Linked DNA regions of Rattus norvegicus: region 2 is linked to region 1. A link is a contact called in public Hi-C data. All regions are on one chromosome and are shown on one strand. Each heading gives the region's core, a stretch centred on a gene start, on an enhancer-like site or on the middle of the called end of the contact. The rest is flanking DNA. Distances are from core to core; before and after follow the strand shown. Region 1 has its middle 81 kb from the start of Trnat-agu10. Region 2 holds the start of Runx1t1l (RUNX1 partner transcriptional co-repressor 1 like).

Evidence for each region. A called contact is a pair of places that touch in the nucleus more often than the background predicts.
Region 2: a Hi-C map of psoas muscle shows a contact between it and region 1, with 2.3 times the contacts expected there. The contact joins the promoter of Runx1t1l here to the enhancer-like site in region 1. A contact is called at or near these places in 2 of 12 Hi-C or Micro-C datasets (frontal cortex and psoas muscle).

Annotation. Positions count from the first base shown.
Region 1 is chr5:31,809,975-31,815,185 of GRCr8, forward strand. No RefSeq gene overlaps it. Among named protein-coding and RNA genes, the nearest start is that of Trnat-agu10, 81 kb to the left of the region's middle. Within about 2 kb of position 3,742, at least 4 of the 93 cell types and tissues checked have an H3K27ac peak or open chromatin away from gene starts, as enhancers often do.
Region 2 is chr5:31,982,735-31,988,390 of GRCr8, forward strand. Runx1t1l (RUNX1 partner transcriptional co-repressor 1 like) reads right to left here and starts at 3,349. Exons shown (of 3, transcript XM_063261269.1): 1 at 1,813-3,349. The coding sequence starts at 2,453. It also overlaps a transcript of Runx1t1 not described here.

The DNA.
Region 1 (5,211 bases), core at 2,492-4,991:
AATAGGAAATAGCTAAAGGAAGGCGGAGTTTATTTAACTCCCACTGGGAGGCATAATGTCTCATGACAAAGTAGACAAAGAGCACGAGGGCACTTGCTCAGGTCTGGGCAGATCAGGAAGCAGAGACGATAAAGGAAGTAGTGCTGAACTATAAAACTTGATGCAGGTGCCGTCTCCCCACCCTCTCCCTACCCAACCAGTGACACTTCCTTCAGCTACATCCTACCTCCTAAAGAATGTATGATGTTTTAAAACTGTGCCACCAGTTGGGACTAAGTATTCAAACAGATTCACCTGTAAGGGACATTTTATACCCAACCTGAAATATCCTACCTCTCACGTGATTGATTCATTGAAACGGCATGATTCTAAAATACATCCAATTAGGTTTCCCGGGTTCCCATAATCTAATAGTTCAAACACTGTTTAAAGGTCAAGGATCTAAAGTCTCTTTTGAGACATAGGACAAATTCATAACCACGAACCTTGATGTTAAAACAAAGCAAAACAAAAACCCCTTGATTCCATCACATGTTACAGGGTGAATATTCCCATTCTGAAAGGGAGGTGGGGGGCGGGGGAATGGAAGGAATGATAGGACCAAAGCAAGACTGAAGCCCAGCAAGTCAAACACCTGATCCTGAAGCTCTACCTCTGTCATCTGGCTCCTGATGGGTTGCTCCACCCACTGAGCTCCACTGTTTGCAGAACATGGCCACATTGGGAAGCTAGTGCTACCTAGCGCCTGCGACTTTCCCAGGAGAACATCTGTCCTTCTGGAATTCCCAATACCCTGGGTTTCAGCTGCTACCTATGTTTTACTGTCATAGCTTCATACAAAATCTACTTCAGAGCTCAAAGGAAGGAACTTGATCCTCTTAGTGGCTTGCTGGAGACTTGGTGCCAGAGAGAGAGAGAGAGAGAGAGAGAGAGAGAGAGAGAGAGAGAACAGATACAGAGACAGAGTGACAGAGACAGAGAGACAGAGACAGAGAGAGAGAGAGAGGGAGAGAGAGAATCTGTTTGAATGCATGCGCTTTAGCTGTGCTACAGCCTGCATGTTATGAGTTATACTATCTTGAAATTGACTCCACCAAATCACATAGTCATTTATTCTGAATCCAGACTCACTCTAGCTTTCAGGACATGGGTAGATCCAGATCTCAGCAAGATTATTTGTCAGTTTACAACACGTGCGACCTCCAGTCAATCCCTTGAAATAGTCTTTTTTCTTTTCTTCTGAACACCAGTGGGACACCAACTTTACCGTCTGCATTTCTATTAGCATTCTGGTCTTGTAAAATTCCAACTTCCACAAAAATGCCCCATTAAGCTTTGCCATGAGCACTCCAGGACTTCTCTGGCCCAAGAGTTCAAACTCTTCAACATACTTCCTACAGACCAGTTCCTAAGGCCTAAATCTTCCAAGGCCACAGTTGTCACAACAAATGGAACAATGTTACTTCTTGGTAACAATTTTCTATATTATTTACTTTTCTTGTTGCTTTTATAAAGGATCTGACTACAACAACTGAGGAGAGAAGGAATTATTTGGGCTAATGGTTTGAGGACACATTCCATCAGAGCAGAGAGGCTATGGTGGCAGGAATGGTTTTTCCATATGTCAGGGAGAGCAGGGTGCTGTTCTCTCATACATGTCAGTGGACTGAAAAGCAGGGAAGGAAGGGTGCTGATGCCCATCTGATTTTATGCTCCCTCCTCTTTTATTCAGTAAGAGGCATTGGCTGAGGAATGGTACCACCATATTCAGGGTGGATCTTACTCCTCAGCTAATTTGGTTAAAATATAATCAAAAGTGTACCTCATTGATACTTTCCATAGCTATTTCTCAATCTATTCAAGTTGACAATAGAAATTAATCATCATAGAATATGAATGCTAAGAGTGTGGAGATCAAAGGACATGAAGAGAAATATATTGACAGAAATTTAACAGATTTAAAATCTGGAGGAAATCTAAAAGGATTACTGGGTTGGGTCAGATGCATATCTCAAGAATCAGTGTCCTGAGCAGAGAGATCTAAGAGTACAATTGCTTTCCCCAATTAAGCAGTTTGCTTAGTGTATTCCAAACAGATTTCAGCCACCACATGGCTAAAAGAATGAAGCAAGAATGAGAGAGATAAGAGTGACAATCAAGTGACCATATCTCCAGTCATCTATATGACCATATATAGCCATCTGAAGTAGCACAGGAAACAGGTGGTAATAGGATTTGCGGAAGTGAGAAATCACTCATAACTAGAATGGCTTGGAAGGCTTGGGAGATCAATCCATATCTAAGAGAAGGTTTAGAAGAGAGAGGCAAGGTGTGTGCATAGGAGTAGATGGGTCAATAATTTGTGTCTGTCTTAAATGCAGTAGAGAAAATATGAGGAGGCAAAAAAGTGGACATGAAAAATACTTGTACAATCTGGCTGCATACAACACTGTACAGGGGTGACTGAGGAGTGAATGAACCTCAGAGATAAGGAAGTCTTAAATAGGAGTCATTGAAGGCCAACTTAATTCCAGCCAGGAGAGTTGCTGAGTGCTCATGTGTTAGACAATTGGGCACCTTAGAAAGTTGAATTTAGAATGAATGGAAGGAAGGAGAGTCAGAAACAGTTTGGTGGTCAACTTGCTGGGATTTAGAATCACCAGGAAATGAACCTCTGTGTGTGAGCCTGCGCAGGGGGGGTGGGGGGGTCTCCTAGTTTATGCCAACTGAGTTACAAAGACTGACCCTAAAATAACTGAATAAAAAGGAGAAGGGCAGCTGAGCACAGTCACACCTCTTTGCCTCCTTTCTGTGGATGTAGTGTATTCAGCCACTCCTCAAACTCCTGGTGCCATGACTTACTGTATTGTGGTGGACTGCCCAAATAGACCCTAACTTCTTTAAGTTGCTCTGGTCAAATTTAAAATCACAGCAAAGAAAGAATATGATGAATGCAATCAGGAAGACAAAGTAAGAGCTCATAAGGCACATGACAGGTCCAAACTACTGGAGTAGAAAGATAGACACATGCACACACTGTGATGAGACATTGTGCAATGTTGAGAATTTGCAGAAATGGTAGAGGTGCTGAGCTCCCCGCTGACAGAAGTCACAAAGATTACAGAGAAATCTTGGTATGGGGAGTGAATGGCACAAGAGTTGCAAACATGAGACATAGATGAAGATGCTCCACAGACAATTGGAGGCAGAGGAAACAGAGATAGTAAAAATTAGAGCATACCCTTGGGATAAAACCCTGGTCCGCTTGTCTTTAAATAACTCCCACACCAAGCATATCAATTGAATTTCTGTAAGTGATTCCTGCATAGATTAAAAACCTAGGTATGTAATGAGATCACGTGGGCTCCAAGACATTAAAATGCAGGTCAAGTAATAAACCGTCAAATATAAAGTTAACTAGTCAACAAAACAAACCAATAAACAAGGGAGCAAGAGGCTGGAGGCTTAACAAAGCTGTGCTAAGTTCATTTTAGAGAAGAGCTGAATGGAAAGGAAAGGCTTAGAAATGCAGAGGCTGTAAATACGGTGGTGGAGGAATAAAGGGTTCTTTGCTGCCCAGGTCTCAACAAGCACCATGTCACCAAGTCACTCTGGAGAGAGGAAGATCCACAGTTTTATTGTTCAGATGAAAAGGGTTAATTCCCTGTGGAGCGCATCTCTAAACAGCTTCAGAATGGCAAGCTTTCAGCTGCCTCTTCCAAGACCACAGGGAAAATTTTCAATGGCTATTACACAGCTTTCTGTGGGACTGGAGGAGGGCCAAGTCTCTGTTGCTCAAGTTCGCATTGTAGCACATGATGGAAATTTACCCATTCTGTATGAGATCATCCCTAGAAGAAGTCCTCAGTGTGGGACTTTAGGAAAAAACAGATAGATAGATAGATAGATAGATAGATAGATAGATAGATAGATAGATAGATAGATAGACAGACAGACAGACAGACAGACAGACAGACAGATGCCTTCCAGGACAAAGATGCTTTCCAGAGAGGCAACAATTTTCAAAACAAACAAACAAGCCAGACATCCAGAAGATGGATCTTGTTTTAAGTGTTTACCAAAGGACAATGTCTGCTTATAAGCAGCGGAGTAATCATCAGCATCGCTCCCTCTACCCTCACCCCCATTGCTTATTTTGCTGGATTAAGAGCAAAAACAAAAACCAAATCAAGAAAGCCCATGGTCCCTGGTATTTTCTTGTAATTAGAGTGGAAGCCTACCTTGCTACTTACTCACAAACTGTAATTTAAGAACTCAGTCTTTGGCCTGGGGTATGACTCTGTCAGTAAAGGGTTGACTTCCCAAGCCTAAGGCCCTGAGTCTGGAACCCTAGCACCTTTGGAAAGAGGCAGATGAGGCGCTTGTAATAGCTATGCTGGGAAGGCAAAAGCAGAACGATGGCTGGGTAATCTGGCCAAACTGTAAACTGCAGGTTCAAGGAGAGATCCCGGCTGAAAACCTAAGGAGGAGAACAACCACAGAAGGCATCAGACGTCAGCCCTGATTTGCACATGGGCACAAATGTGTATATACTCACAGACACAGGCCACACATGCATGAGCACATGAACAAAACACATGTGTGCACACGTACAAAAGGAAGATTTAATTTAAGAAAATCACTATTTAATATTGAAGAGGAAGTTTTAGAACATCTTGAGAACCCAACATGAATTTGGGAGGGGGAGAGCGATCATCCTGTGACCTTTAACTTACAATGAGTCCCACTTAGCTTTATAAAGATTAGGAAGTCTGCCATAAACCTTGGGATGGCCACAAATATTAAGTGAGATGCTGTCATTGTCATCTACAAAGGAAAGCCCTTGTTAACATCCAACTGGGAGCAGACAGCTACTCTACCATACATACTCATTCAGATTTCTGCTAGGTACTTATTGCCATCTAACATGTGTTTACTGCCTTACCTACTTAATATCAGTGTCATCCAAGCAGGTTCTAATGCCCAAGAAAATAAGGATATTGCTTCATGTACCCACCTGTCTCTAGACACATAACAATGACTGGAAGGCAGTAAATACTGAATAAATATCCATTAAAAAAGTAAATCAGGCCATGTCATTTTCTCCTATGGGCTAAACTAATATGGGAAGAATATTTTCTCTATCTACGACTATACCTCTCTTTTCAGAATGGGATCTTTGTATACCTGACAGTCACACTGGAAATACAT
Region 2 (5,656 bases), core at 2,099-4,598, 170 kb after region 1:
TATAATTTCGCATTTACACAGGCACAATTTATGAGAAGAAAAAACATACCATAATTGGTATTTTTATACCTACCCTAGCTCATACATTATATATATATGTGTGTGTGTATATATATACATATATATTATGTGAAATTATTACTGACTTATTTTCATTTTAAATTTAAAAATACAACTTAAGAAGTTACATCATGTTACAAGAATCATTTCTGAGTAACACACCACTTTATTAATTTTAACTAAGGATTAATGTAGAATTCTAGAATTCAAATAACTCATTTTTATCTTGGGCAGTAAAGAATGCAGTAAAGTAACAGGACACCAGCGTATCAATATGTTTTTGATTCCCTTAGGAATACATAGTAAGCTCCGAAATAATTTTTCATAGAAATGAATCACACTAGCATGTACATAAAATTTTATATTTTAAGATTATTAATGCTGTTAAGATCTGTAAGTGTAGCACTGGAAAAAAACCCTAGTATAGAAATTACTGTAGACTACATACCTTGATAAAATGGGGGAGATTTATGTGAAGAACATCATAATATCAAATACTAAGACAGTGTTATAATTCATTTGACAAATGTCCCAAGGAGAGGGCAGAATGTACAATGAATGTTTTCTGAAAATGAATTGCTAAAAATGAGTACAGTCTGCAAAGACTTCAGCTTTGGAAGCCCAGCTGGGCTTAAAAGGGTGGGGTGGGTGGGGGCTTTCACCCCCTGTTAAATATGTGAAACAGCACTTTAAAAACAAAACCACGAATGTCTTATCTGTTCTTATGGCATCAGGCTGACTCTTACTTGCACGCATTTTTTCCTCTTTACAAAGATGAGATTTTTAAAACATGTTCACAGGACATTTTACATTGATTTAGACCAGTTGGAGAAAACATGGTTCAGTGTAGGATTTCAAACTGTTCCACTAAATACAATAACATTTGCAGCCGTGGCACCGTTCCATAATAATTTTAAAAGATTTCATTTTACTTATCATTGCAAGCCATTATCTGATCATATTTGACCTACATATTAATATTTTCATTACCATTCAACCCCATTTTTGCTCTGTACAAATTGTCAGCACTCTTCACAGAGATGTTATTTATTTATTCTGGAAATATCTGGAATTCTTTCACCCTATGTTTTCCTTAGGGACTTTGTTCCTCCCTCTAAAGTATTGATATTAATATCTGGGGGAGGGGAGCATATTCAATAAAAAAAAACGAGGGAAAGAGGTCTCTCTTAATGGTATACTACAGACGTAGAAAAACAAAGAGGGGAAAAGAAATGATAATTGTTTTCTCTAAGGCTATTATCTAATGCGAAAGCAAATAGTCAGTCTGGAAATCAGCTAACAGAAGGGGATTAGAGAGATCTGAGAGTGGCTTGATTTCTAGCAGAGCTGTCTCTGCAGCCAGTGATGAGACACAGGCAGGGCAGCTAGAAGCGCTCCAGATGGCCAGGGAAAGTGGTCGTCTTGGGTTACTGCAGGGCACTGGGGCGGCCAGCGTGTCCCGAGCCTGGGAGAGCATCCTTAGGGAGCCAGCCCCACGTCCAGCCAGGACCAGAGAGGGCGAGGCCGGGGAGCCAGGCCTCCGGCCCGCCAGCGCACCCCTGCGAGCCGGGTCTGCCCATTGTTAACATATACTTGACCCCCCGTGACCCTCCGCATGACACAGATGTCTTCCACCTCCACCACCCGCTTAGCTTCCCTACCCCCACCCCCCGCACCTGGTCGCGGCCACGCCGCCGCCTCCCTCCCGAGCGGCCGCGGCGCCCCCGGGTGCGGGCGCGCGCTGCAGCCGACCTGGTGCGGGCGCTGTGGGCGCTGTGCTCTGCGCGCGGCGCTCCTGCTCCCCGGCGGACGCCCGGACGCCCTGCAGATAAATGCAGTCGCCTTCCTCGAGAGCGAGCGAGGGCGGGCAAGGCGGACGCAGACGCCGCCTGTGACAGTGGCAATCCCCTGCGCCCCACATCACATTTGTCTGCCACAGCAGCAACAACAGAGAGGAGCGGAGGGAGGGAGCGAGGCGGGAGGAGGGGGAGCTGAGCTCGGCGCGCGCCGGGCTCCGCGTCGCAGCCTGCGTCTGCCTGGCGTCCGCCACCCCGGGCTCCTCGCCCTGCATCTCGCTGTGCGAAGCGGCTGTCCGCAATCCTCAAGACTAGGCGGTCGGTCTCTGGGCGAGCGCGAGTGGGCGAGTGGCCACGGACATTCTGGCATCGCGAGGGAGGCGGCGCCGCGCCCTGGTCCTCTGGCCCCGCCGGCCAGCACCGACCGCAGGAAGTTTTATTTGCAGCTGGGAGCCCGCGGCGGATGGTGGGACTCTTCAGCCTTGTGCAGTGTAAGTGCCAACGGGCGAGCTGGGTCGGCGGGCGGGCTGGAAAGCGGGTGGCTGGGACCGGCCTTGGGCTGGCACTGTTAACTACCATGCCGATGACCGTCAGCATCGTTCGGATTAATTGGACCAAGAGGCTCTGGGCTGAACTTGACGCTCAACTAGAGTAGGACTGCGTAAAGCAGGGCAAAGAAGAACATCGAGGGTTCTGGAGTCTGCGATGGCACTGAACTTCGCGGACCAGACAAGACAGCATTTGCCTCCGCTTTTGCTTTAGATTCCCCGCACTCTCTTTTTATTTTATTTTAATTCTTTTTCAACGAAGGAGAACATAAAAAGACATGCATGTCTCCTTCGACTAAACAACTGGTCAATTGGTCCACGATGTGTTTGGCAGGTGGCTTCCCACCCTCATGGTGGGTTTTTAAAACTAGAAGCGAAAGGCTTATTTTCATGGTGGACTCCTTAATCCTAGGAACAAGATGAAGACCCCTAATTTGGTTCTGGGCTACAATTTGGTTAGGAGTCCCGTGAGCTGTACCCAGGCGCTGGGCGACCCGCCTGACAACTTTCTCTTACTCGGGTGTCTGGGGTGCTGTGATGGGAAGCCCCACTAGGATGATCAGGCGGCTTCTCTGAGCTAACTCTCCGACCGGAGGCAAGTCCGGAGCTTCACAGCCGGGGACACCTGGGTAGCATCGCTTCCACTGTACCTCAGTGCCCCGCTGGCCCAGCCGCCCTGGCCTTCTAGGGTGTTCCCATTACAGTCCCGACCCGGTGACGCCAGCCTGTTCCAAGCCTACAGTACAACGTAGTGCCCAGTAGCTCCCGCCGGGAGGAATCCAGACCCCAGCTGCAGCAGGAGAATTTCTTACGTTTTCCAGAAATCTCTCAGGGGAAGTAACTGGGGCTAGCAAATTCCCGGGCCCCACCGTTCACCATCCTCTGGGCGAGTCTAGAAAGAAGGTCCAGGTTGGTTAGGATATCTACACCCTCTCCCCCGACAGACCTTGTCCTGACCCGGATGATTTAAGCAAAAAAACGGTCAGGTCAGCAGACCACACTTAAGCCCAGGTTTCGAAACTGTTTCTCTCTCTCTCTCTCTCTCTCTCTCTCTCTCTCTCTCTCTCTCTCTCTCTCTCTCCTCTCTCTCTCTCTCTCTCTCTCTCTCTCTCTCTCTCTCTCTCTCTCTCTCTCTCTCTCTTTCTTTTAAGGTCAGTTAAGCTTTGGAAAAGTTTTGAGTGTTATGATTCCGGCAGTAGGATGTGAACCACCACTGTTACTAAAAATAGCTGCCTTCCCTCCTCCTCTTCCCACTAAAGGCTTGGAGGATTTGGCTGGAGTCTTGGAGTCCTAGGCCTTCCTAACTCTTTTGCAAAGGGTAGCAGGGAAATCTTTTGAATTTAGCTTTCCTTCAGGATTGGGCACCACAAATCCCAGCGTGCCCCAGCATGACTGGTGCCTATTGGGAAAATGCGCAGAAAGAAGCTTTAAAGGAATTATCTAGTATTCCCTGGGAAGATACAGTGAAGACCAGCCAGGGAGTGAGGACCAGGGGAGCTGGAGAGGCCACTCCAGACCAACTTCATGTGCTTGATGTAACTCTGAGCCCTCTTGAATTTTTAACTTCGCTTCCCTTAATTAATCTGCCCAGGGCCTGTGTATAAATGGCTGTCCACAGCTGCTGCAAATTGATTTATCTCCCGATAAAGGTCGGGTTGCTGACCAAAGCATTCTTTATACCTTCTGTGTGAACTAAAATGTGTTTTACAGGCTTTCTGCCCTCCTCGCCTCCTTTTCAACATCTGTATCATTTTTAAATGCCCTCGGTGGTTCTTATCATCCTCCTTCTTATAGACCAGAAGACCTGGGTCTATGCCCAGGAAGTCCACACTCCTCAGAATACAAATTGACCAGCTTCTCAGTGATGAACGAATTGTTAGCATGGGGGGCCTCCTTGGTTTATTCCAGCACTTTGCCTTGACCAGGCAAGTCTTCTCATGTGTCCCACTTCCCTGCTCTCAAAAATCCCAACATGCCATTGTTTCTTAAGTCTTTCTAACCTCAGTTAAGGTGTTTGTGTCAGTTGTAATGTCTCCAAACAAAAACACTTCCCCAATGCTTTATTTCTCCCTATCAGTCCTTAAAACGCTGTCTAGTTCTAGCATGATGGTGGCTGTTGATGAAGAGAGAGGTGGTTATGCGATTTCATTTTCTCTTTACTACTATTTTTGACAGAGCCAATTGTCTCCCATGATGTTAACTAGATTCTCAGTTTGCTCCAGATTTTTATTTTTATTTATTTATTTTTTAATTTTCTAAACAGGATGAGTGTTAGACAGTTGAACTCTTCCCTTATCATGCTGTATTTCCCATTTGATATTTTATTAATTGAGTCTTTGAACAGTCAGAATTCTAACAAAATTACCAAGGAATCATTCTTGGCACACAGAAATGGGATTTTAACTAAGCCCATGCTATGAGAAGAACTTCATGAACTTCGTATTAAAAACATTTGTTTAAACATTAATTAGAATCCATGTAGACTGCAGCCCCCTTTATTTGAAAAACTTGATACAGTATGGGAGAATTTCAGCACACAATTTTTGCTGGTGTCTCATCTAATAAAAGCAGCAGAGAGAACACCTGGATTTCTTTTCTCTCTAATATTTGGACAACTCAAAGCCTTGCAGAAGCCTTTGAAATGGCATTTTTCTTTGTTAAGTAAGTCTCTTTCACCCACCAATACCTGCTAATGACTTGATTTTTGAAGTGGTCTTTGCAAGGACCTTCCTAATAAGAAGCAGTCTACCTTCAGGACAGTGGAAGCCGCTCTGTTGAGTGACAGCTTCCTGGAACTATCAGGAGAGCAACCCTTGAGTTACAGATGACTAACTGCTTTGGAATACTTATCCGATCCTTTTCTGAAAGAAGGAAAACACTGCCCTTGGTGTTAGTGTCAGTGAAGAGATTTCCCATCGAGGTGTTAGCCTACATATTTTTGGGTAAACTCTCTGAATTGTGAAGAACCTCGCAAATGTCAGGTGCTGTTATAATTTATTTTATTGTAAAATAGAGGCTTAGCTAGCCCCCCCCCCTTCTTTTTTAAACACTGAAAAGGGATCACGAGAAAGAAATGCTTCCATTAAGAATGCTGGTCAGTGGTTGTCAGTTTAGGACATTCTTCACTGTCAAATCCTGTTTCTCACTTCTTTGATATGAACATCAGCTGACAGGCCCTGAATGCAAAGCCTTCTTCATTGAGGTTTTATGCAGGCAACATAGCCCCTCATAGCAAAGCAGTCTGAAAAATTG